2 separate regions of the Zea mays genome follow, and region 2 is linked to region 1. A link is a contact called in public Hi-C data. All regions are on one chromosome and are shown on one strand. Each heading gives the region's core, a stretch centred on a gene start, on an enhancer-like site or on the middle of the called end of the contact. The rest is flanking DNA. Distances are from core to core; before and after follow the strand shown. Region 1 holds the start of LOC100275620. Region 2 holds the start of LOC103650588.

Evidence for each region. Hi-C and Micro-C count contacts between places; a contact is called where the count stands out from the background.
Region 2: a Hi-C map of endosperm shows a contact between it and region 1, with 2.5 times the contacts expected there. The contact joins the promoter of LOC103650588 here to the promoter of LOC100275620 in region 1. A contact is called at or near these places in 4 of 25 Hi-C or Micro-C datasets (ear, endosperm, leaf and 1 more).

What each region holds. Positions count from the first base shown.
Region 1 is chr3:135,079,178-135,082,510 of Zm-B73-REFERENCE-NAM-5.0, reverse strand. LOC100275620 reads right to left here and starts at 1,818. Exons shown (of 4, transcript NM_001175133.1): 1 at 1,476-1,818; 2 at 1-766. The coding sequence starts at 1,723.
Region 2 is chr3:135,311,916-135,315,248 of Zm-B73-REFERENCE-NAM-5.0, reverse strand. It overlaps LOC103650588, which reads right to left and starts at 1,654. Exons shown (of 12, transcript XM_008676156.4): 1 at 1,407-1,654; 2 at 980-1,289. The coding sequence starts at 1,567.

The sequences.
Region 1 (3,333 bases), core at 569-3,068:
ATCATGCTCATGTAAAGAAGCTTGCTTTGCTTGAACACCATTGGTCGCCGCAAGGAGACTTGCGTCATCCGCAACCCTATCAGTTGATCCATCATGATTATCATCAGGCAATGTCTCATGATCTCTTAGAAGTGAAGCATTGTTTTCATAAACAGCGAAAGATTCTAAGGGAAGAATAACTCTATCAGTGCCACTATTGGTCGTCCCGTCCTGTGCATCCGCCTGATTGTTTAGTGTTACTTCTTCATCTGAATCAGAGACCTGAGCAAATAAGCGAGCTTGCTCTTCAGAAGTATTCAAGTCAAACTCAATGGACCCTCTAGATGGAACTTCATCTTGTTTCGCAAGGTTTGTTTCCATGAATATTGCATCTGCCACACTTCCATTTTGGACCACACTATTCAGAACACCAACCTCTAAGATATTAGATGAACCCAGCAGTCTATGATTGCTGATGGCATTACCTTGCAATGGAAACGATTCATCAGTGCTGGATATTTCAGGTACATGACTCTTACTGACTTCACTACCAGACATATCTAAGATCTCTATACTGTCTTGACCCAGTTCAAGCTTCATGGATGACTTTGAAGAATCAGCGCAATCTTCAAAACTAAGTGTCATAGCATCCAATCCACCAGGACCAAGGACTCTATTCTCTTGGATGATATCCCTCATGATTTCACGAACTATATAATATGATCCTCCAACTTCCTTATGTGTCAGATTAATTGATGGGAATTTTCCTTCATTTGAAACTCGGTAGCTGAAACAGAGCAAAAACATTGTGAACTGGATTAGCAATTTTAATCGTCTTTTTTGCCTGCAGAATATTCATTCAGCAGACAAACAATAACCAAACAAAAATCATGAACCATCTCAAATTAAATACAGCTGCTCTGCATGCCGGGCCAAATTTTGGATAAATGTCAGAATTATTATAAGCACAAGTAACGGCACACAGATTTCAAATTAGATTAACACAAATGAGTGACTCGCATATAGCTAGAATAAAACCAAATCAACATTTTTGATTTTAGGGTACAGACGGCTTGAGGCAGTACGGAAACTAAAGTCTGGCTTGGGATCGTGTCTTTTACCAACTACCACTAGGAAACACCGGTTGGTTCATTAGGGGATGTTTGGCACTCCATCCAAAATGAGATGGTGCATCGTGAGTCTATTCCTAAAATGAGATGGTGTGTCATTAGTTTATTCCTCAAATTTGGTGGGATGACTTCATTTCTCGTATTCCTCCATATTATTTTATTACTAACTAAAGATGGTAATGGATCAACTTATTCCACTCCACGAACCAAACAAAAAAAAAAGTGAGTTGTGTTCATTCGTCAGACCAAACACCCTATACATTTCAGCATCGATCAGACCATACGCTGCAGGCGCGCAAATGATTCCAACGCAAGATGTGCATCCACGAGAGAGCGGAAAGATGGGCAGCTGGACAAAGAAGGTACCTTTTGATGAAGGACTCCACCATCTCCCTCCTCTCCTCCTTGGATTTCCGCACCCGCGGCAGGCGCTTCTCCTGCGCGCGCGCGCAGGAGCGCGGCACGACGACGTCCCGGCCCCGGACCCTGCATTCCCCTCCTCCGACGCCGCCAGCTCTCCACTTGAGTGAAGCGGACGGTGCACCGCCGCCGCACCGGCCGAGGACGGACGGCTGCGAGGCGGCCCAAGAGACGCTCCCGGGCGCGGCCTGCATCGGCCCTTCCAGGCTCAGGAAAGAGGGGAGCCGCGAGAGCGAGCACCAACACTCGACCGGTGTCCGGTGAGCCGGGACAGCGAGGGGGACGCGGCGGAAACGGAGGGTTTTTGCCGGAGGCGATTGGGATGGCGGACACGATAGATGGGCGACGGCGCGCAAAAAGCGACAAGATTGGGGGGCTTTGGAGTGGGCCGCCGGGGACGGCACACGGCGAGCCGCTTTCGAGTGACGATCGCAGTCGCCAATGGCTTTGTGCTTTTGGCTGGGCTCCCCTGCTCCTAGGTTTTCTCCGGCACATATTTTCTACTGCTAGTTTTTTTTTAGTTTTTCTAGAGGTCTATATTTTTTAAGAAAAGGTACAAAATACTTTCATTGTCTATCGACAATGTTCACATAACTCCCTATAATATCTTGGTAGTTTATTTTATCCCTCCATTTTTTAGTTGGTTCAATTTACCTGTTAACAAGTTTTTTTATTTCTTTACGTACAAACGGAGTTTTTAGTTTAATTTTTGGAACAATTGGATCTATACCATTAAAAGATCCAAACTTTAGATATATACCATGGACCCCACATGTCATTCACTCATGTGGACCCACATGTAAGTGAGATAGTAATGGTATGGATCCAAAGTGGTGATCTTTTAATGGTATGGATCCAAATTTCCCTTTATTTTTTGTTCCTAAGTAGTTAATAGCATAATTTAGTCTAAAAAAATTATAATTATTTTTTGATATGTTAGGGAACAGATATGATAATAAATTTAATGATACAAAACTAAATATAAAATAATAATGAAAACTTATTAACGTGCTTTTCTAACATAAGTTATGATGTTATCGATCACCTTAAAAAATATGAATTTAAAATTCAACTTTTACGTGAAAACAAAAAGACAAATATATTTTTTTGGCCTGATATATTTTTAGTCATTCTTTAATTGTTATAGCTTCAGTCATTTGTGTGGATACATATATGTGTGTGCGTGTTTGTATACATATATATGTGTGCACGTATATATATAGTTATCAATTAAATCGAATTTAACTTTATTTTCGCATTGCCATATGTAACATGTGATTTTAGAAGAGACGGTTGCTTTCTAGGTGTCATTGGATGATTAGGGATAATCATAGTCCCTCCAAATTTCTCAATATTTTACATGAATTGCCAATTCTATAAAGCATTAGTTTTCCTGGTTCCATCGTCGTCTCTTTTACAAAAAATCATTGTATTTCTTTCTAATCTAACTGTGATCTAAACATCTCTGCTCTTATAATGGTTCCACCATCGTCGTGTGTCGTCAAGTGACATGAGTCGTTACCTCCTGAATGGACCATAAGAAAACACCTAAACCCACGCGATACGAAGTCGCACACATCACAACGCTCTGGATAGTACCACCTCATTAGCTAAAGGGGGACGATCCATTAACATAACTATAAAAAGTTAACTATAAAAAAGGGTAAGTCTCCTTTTGAACTCGTACATTTTTTGGTTTTTTTGGCTAATATAAAGTACGTTATCTACAGTTTAATATCTATTATATGGGTCTTATATCCACTTTAATTTTAAATTTAATTTTTATGAAGAGATCTACTTTAAT
Region 2 (3,333 bases), core at 405-2,904, 230 kb before region 1:
CCCACAGCTCTCCTAATGAACTGCTTTAGCCATTTCTCACCAGTGAAGGCCTAGGTAACGTCCAAGAGCACACCATACACAACACGATAACCACGTGTATGCACACAAGCTCAAAATTCGAGAACGACTCTTTTTGTGTGCCACATGTCACCATGCATGTAACCGTTTCGAAATATCCATAATATCGCTTTGCATCCAACACTTTATTAGGAAACTTAAAATCATCTGGAAAACCCGAAAGCTCAGGCAGTCAGGCACCAAATAACATCAGAATATCATCATACAGCTATACCTCACTAAACATGAATACGTTACCGATCTGAACACTAAACGAAAAACCTAAAATACTACTCCATCTGCTCTAAATTATATAGCTCGCTTTGGCTGTTCTAGATATACAGACTATACAGTTAGAGATATATAGGTGGATAGCAAAAGCTATGTACCTAGAAAAGCCAAAATGACCTACAATTTTGGATATGAGTCCGTACTTATTACAGTTGCAGCACCTCATGAGCAACCCACGGGAAAAAAACATCACTGGTGGAAAAGCCAGCGCCAATACTGCCACCCGCAAAACATTAGCAATGTCATGGCTGCGTGTGCCCACTGATGCTCAGTGACTAGGTTGTGCGTGCCAGTACCGAATGATGGTGCTAATTAACCACAGTAATACAATCCCAGCACTAGGCTGCCCCACAATTCCCAAGAGGAACAGTCTTTCGTCGACTGCAATCCTATAAACCTCAACACAAAAGAATGCAAACTTCTACAACATGCATAAATCAGATTCCTTTGTCCCAGCCAAGAATTCCATGCAACTCATAGCAAAAGACCACAAGCATCCCACAATCCAGCACGAAGATAAGCCACGCTAGGCACAGAACCCACTTGAAATTTTCCCACGAACACAAGGCAGCAAGCACACTAGCCAGGACACACGGCAAAACAGCGACGGAAGGGAGAGAGATCCGCTGACCGGCGATCCGTAGGCACCGCTCTCGAAGCGCCTGGCGAGGTCCTCTGCCGCGGCGGCGCCGCGCTGCGCTGCCGCCCGGCGCGCCTCGTCCTCCCCATCCTCAGGGTCCGGCTCCAGGGGCGGCACTTCCACCTGCACCGTCGCCGCATCCTCGTCCACGGCCCCAGCCGGCCGCAGCAGCCACGGATCCACGAGGAACCCCTCGAGCACCGCCGCCGTGCCCGCCCATACCGCCGCCGCAGCACCACCCCCTCCTCCCTTCCTCGCCGCTGCGGCGCCGAACCCTAGCTCGCAGTCGCACACCCTCCTGCTGCAGAGGAACAGAGGGAGAGATGGAGGTGGCGCCACCCGCCCGTCAGAGCGCGCGAGCGTTATAGAGAAGGATGAGGGGGTGACGAGACAGAGAGGTCAGAGGGAGGGAGATTACCAAGTGATGGGGCACGCGACGTGAAACGCCATGGAAGGGAGCGACGGGGGGCGAGGCGGCCAGAGCCCAGATGGGTGGTCGCGTCGGTAATCTGATTCGAAACGAATTTGGGGGAGGGTGGTCGGGTGGGGTTTGGACGCGTATTGGGGAAATTTTGACATGATTCGGGGATGGTTTGGTGTAATTTGCGTTTGGAATTGGGTTCGGACTTCGGAGGCGCGAGCGGCGGGGAGGGGAGAGGTGAAGGAGCACCAAGACGAGGAGGGTAAGCGGTGTGGTTTTGAGGATAGGTCCCTGCACGAGTAGGGTTTTCTGAACAAGGTCTCTGGATGGGTAAGGGTGGCAAAAAAAAAATTGGTGGGGCAGGCCCGCGGGGATCCGACCCGACCCACTAGGAGTGGGGAACCATAAAGATATAATCAGATCGGATACGGTTGGATATCACTAAAATCATATTTTTTCGGATTCGAATACAAATATTTTTGGATGCAAATACGGATAGTCGTGTATTGAATACGAAACTAGCTGGTCATGGATAGCGTCAGTAACGATTTTTTTTGTCGGATACCGTGTAAGACACCCATTTCACATATACCATGGTTCTTGTAATTATTTAGCTACTCCTTTGAGTCCAAAATTTTTAAGAAATATATGTGAACATATGTTGTGATTTTATAAAATTTCATAAATTTCTGAGGCTATTTGTGTACTATTAATTTCTTTCTGCAGAAGATCATCAAAATACAATTAAATTCATAAAATATTCTAGTGTCGACCAAAAATTACAAATGAGTTAGCAAGGCTAATAAACATTCTATAAGAAGATAACCACAAGTCCCCACATAAAAATGATAAAATGAAGTATTGGTTATATTAAACTTGATACTTATAGTGATTTCACGTGTAACTTATGCAACAAGTGAAAGAGAAATGGAAGAACTGCTGGCATCTTGTGAATTTTATGGTCCAATATTTTTAGGATTATATTTGGACACATATTGTGCCTCCTATAAAACTTCATGAATTTATAAGGCTATTTGTGTGTTATTAATTTTCTTTCTTTAAAAAATCATCAAAATGCAATTAAATTCATAAAATTATTCTAATGTCGACTGAAAATTACAAATAAGATATCAAAACTAATAAATATTCTATAAGACGATAACCTCAATACACCACATGAAAATGATAAAATGAAGTATTGTTTATGTTGAAACTTGGATACATAAAGTGATTTCATGTGTAACTCACATAACAAGTGGAAGTGAAATAGAAGAAACGTTGGCGTCTTATAGATTTTGTGGTCTAAACATTTTTTAGGATTATATATGGACATATGTTGTGCCTCTGTAAAATTTCATGAATTTCTGAGGCTATTTGTGTATTATCAATTTAATTTTGCAAAAAATCATTAAAATACAATTAAATTCATAAAATATTCTAGATTAGACAAAAAATGCAAATAAGTTACCAAGTGTAATAAACTTTCTATAACAAGATGACCTCAAGTCCCCATATGAAAATGATAAAGTCAAGTATTGATTATGTTAAAACTTGGATACTTAGTGATTTCATATGTAACTTATGCAACAAGTGAAAGTGAAATAGAAGAAATGATGGCATATTGTGGATTTTATGGTCCAAACATTTTTTAGGATTACATGTGGACATATGTTACGTCTCTGTAAATTTTCATGAATTTATAAGGCTATTTGTGTATTGTTAATTTATTCCTGCAGAAAAGCATCAAAAACAATTAAATTCAGTAAGTATTTTAGTGTCAGCCAAAAAATGCAAACAAATTACTAAGAGTAATAAACATTCTATAATAAGATAACCTCAAGTCCCTACATGAAAATGATAAAGTGGAGTATTGATTACGTTGAAACTTGGACACTTGGAGTGATTTTATGTGTAACTTACACAA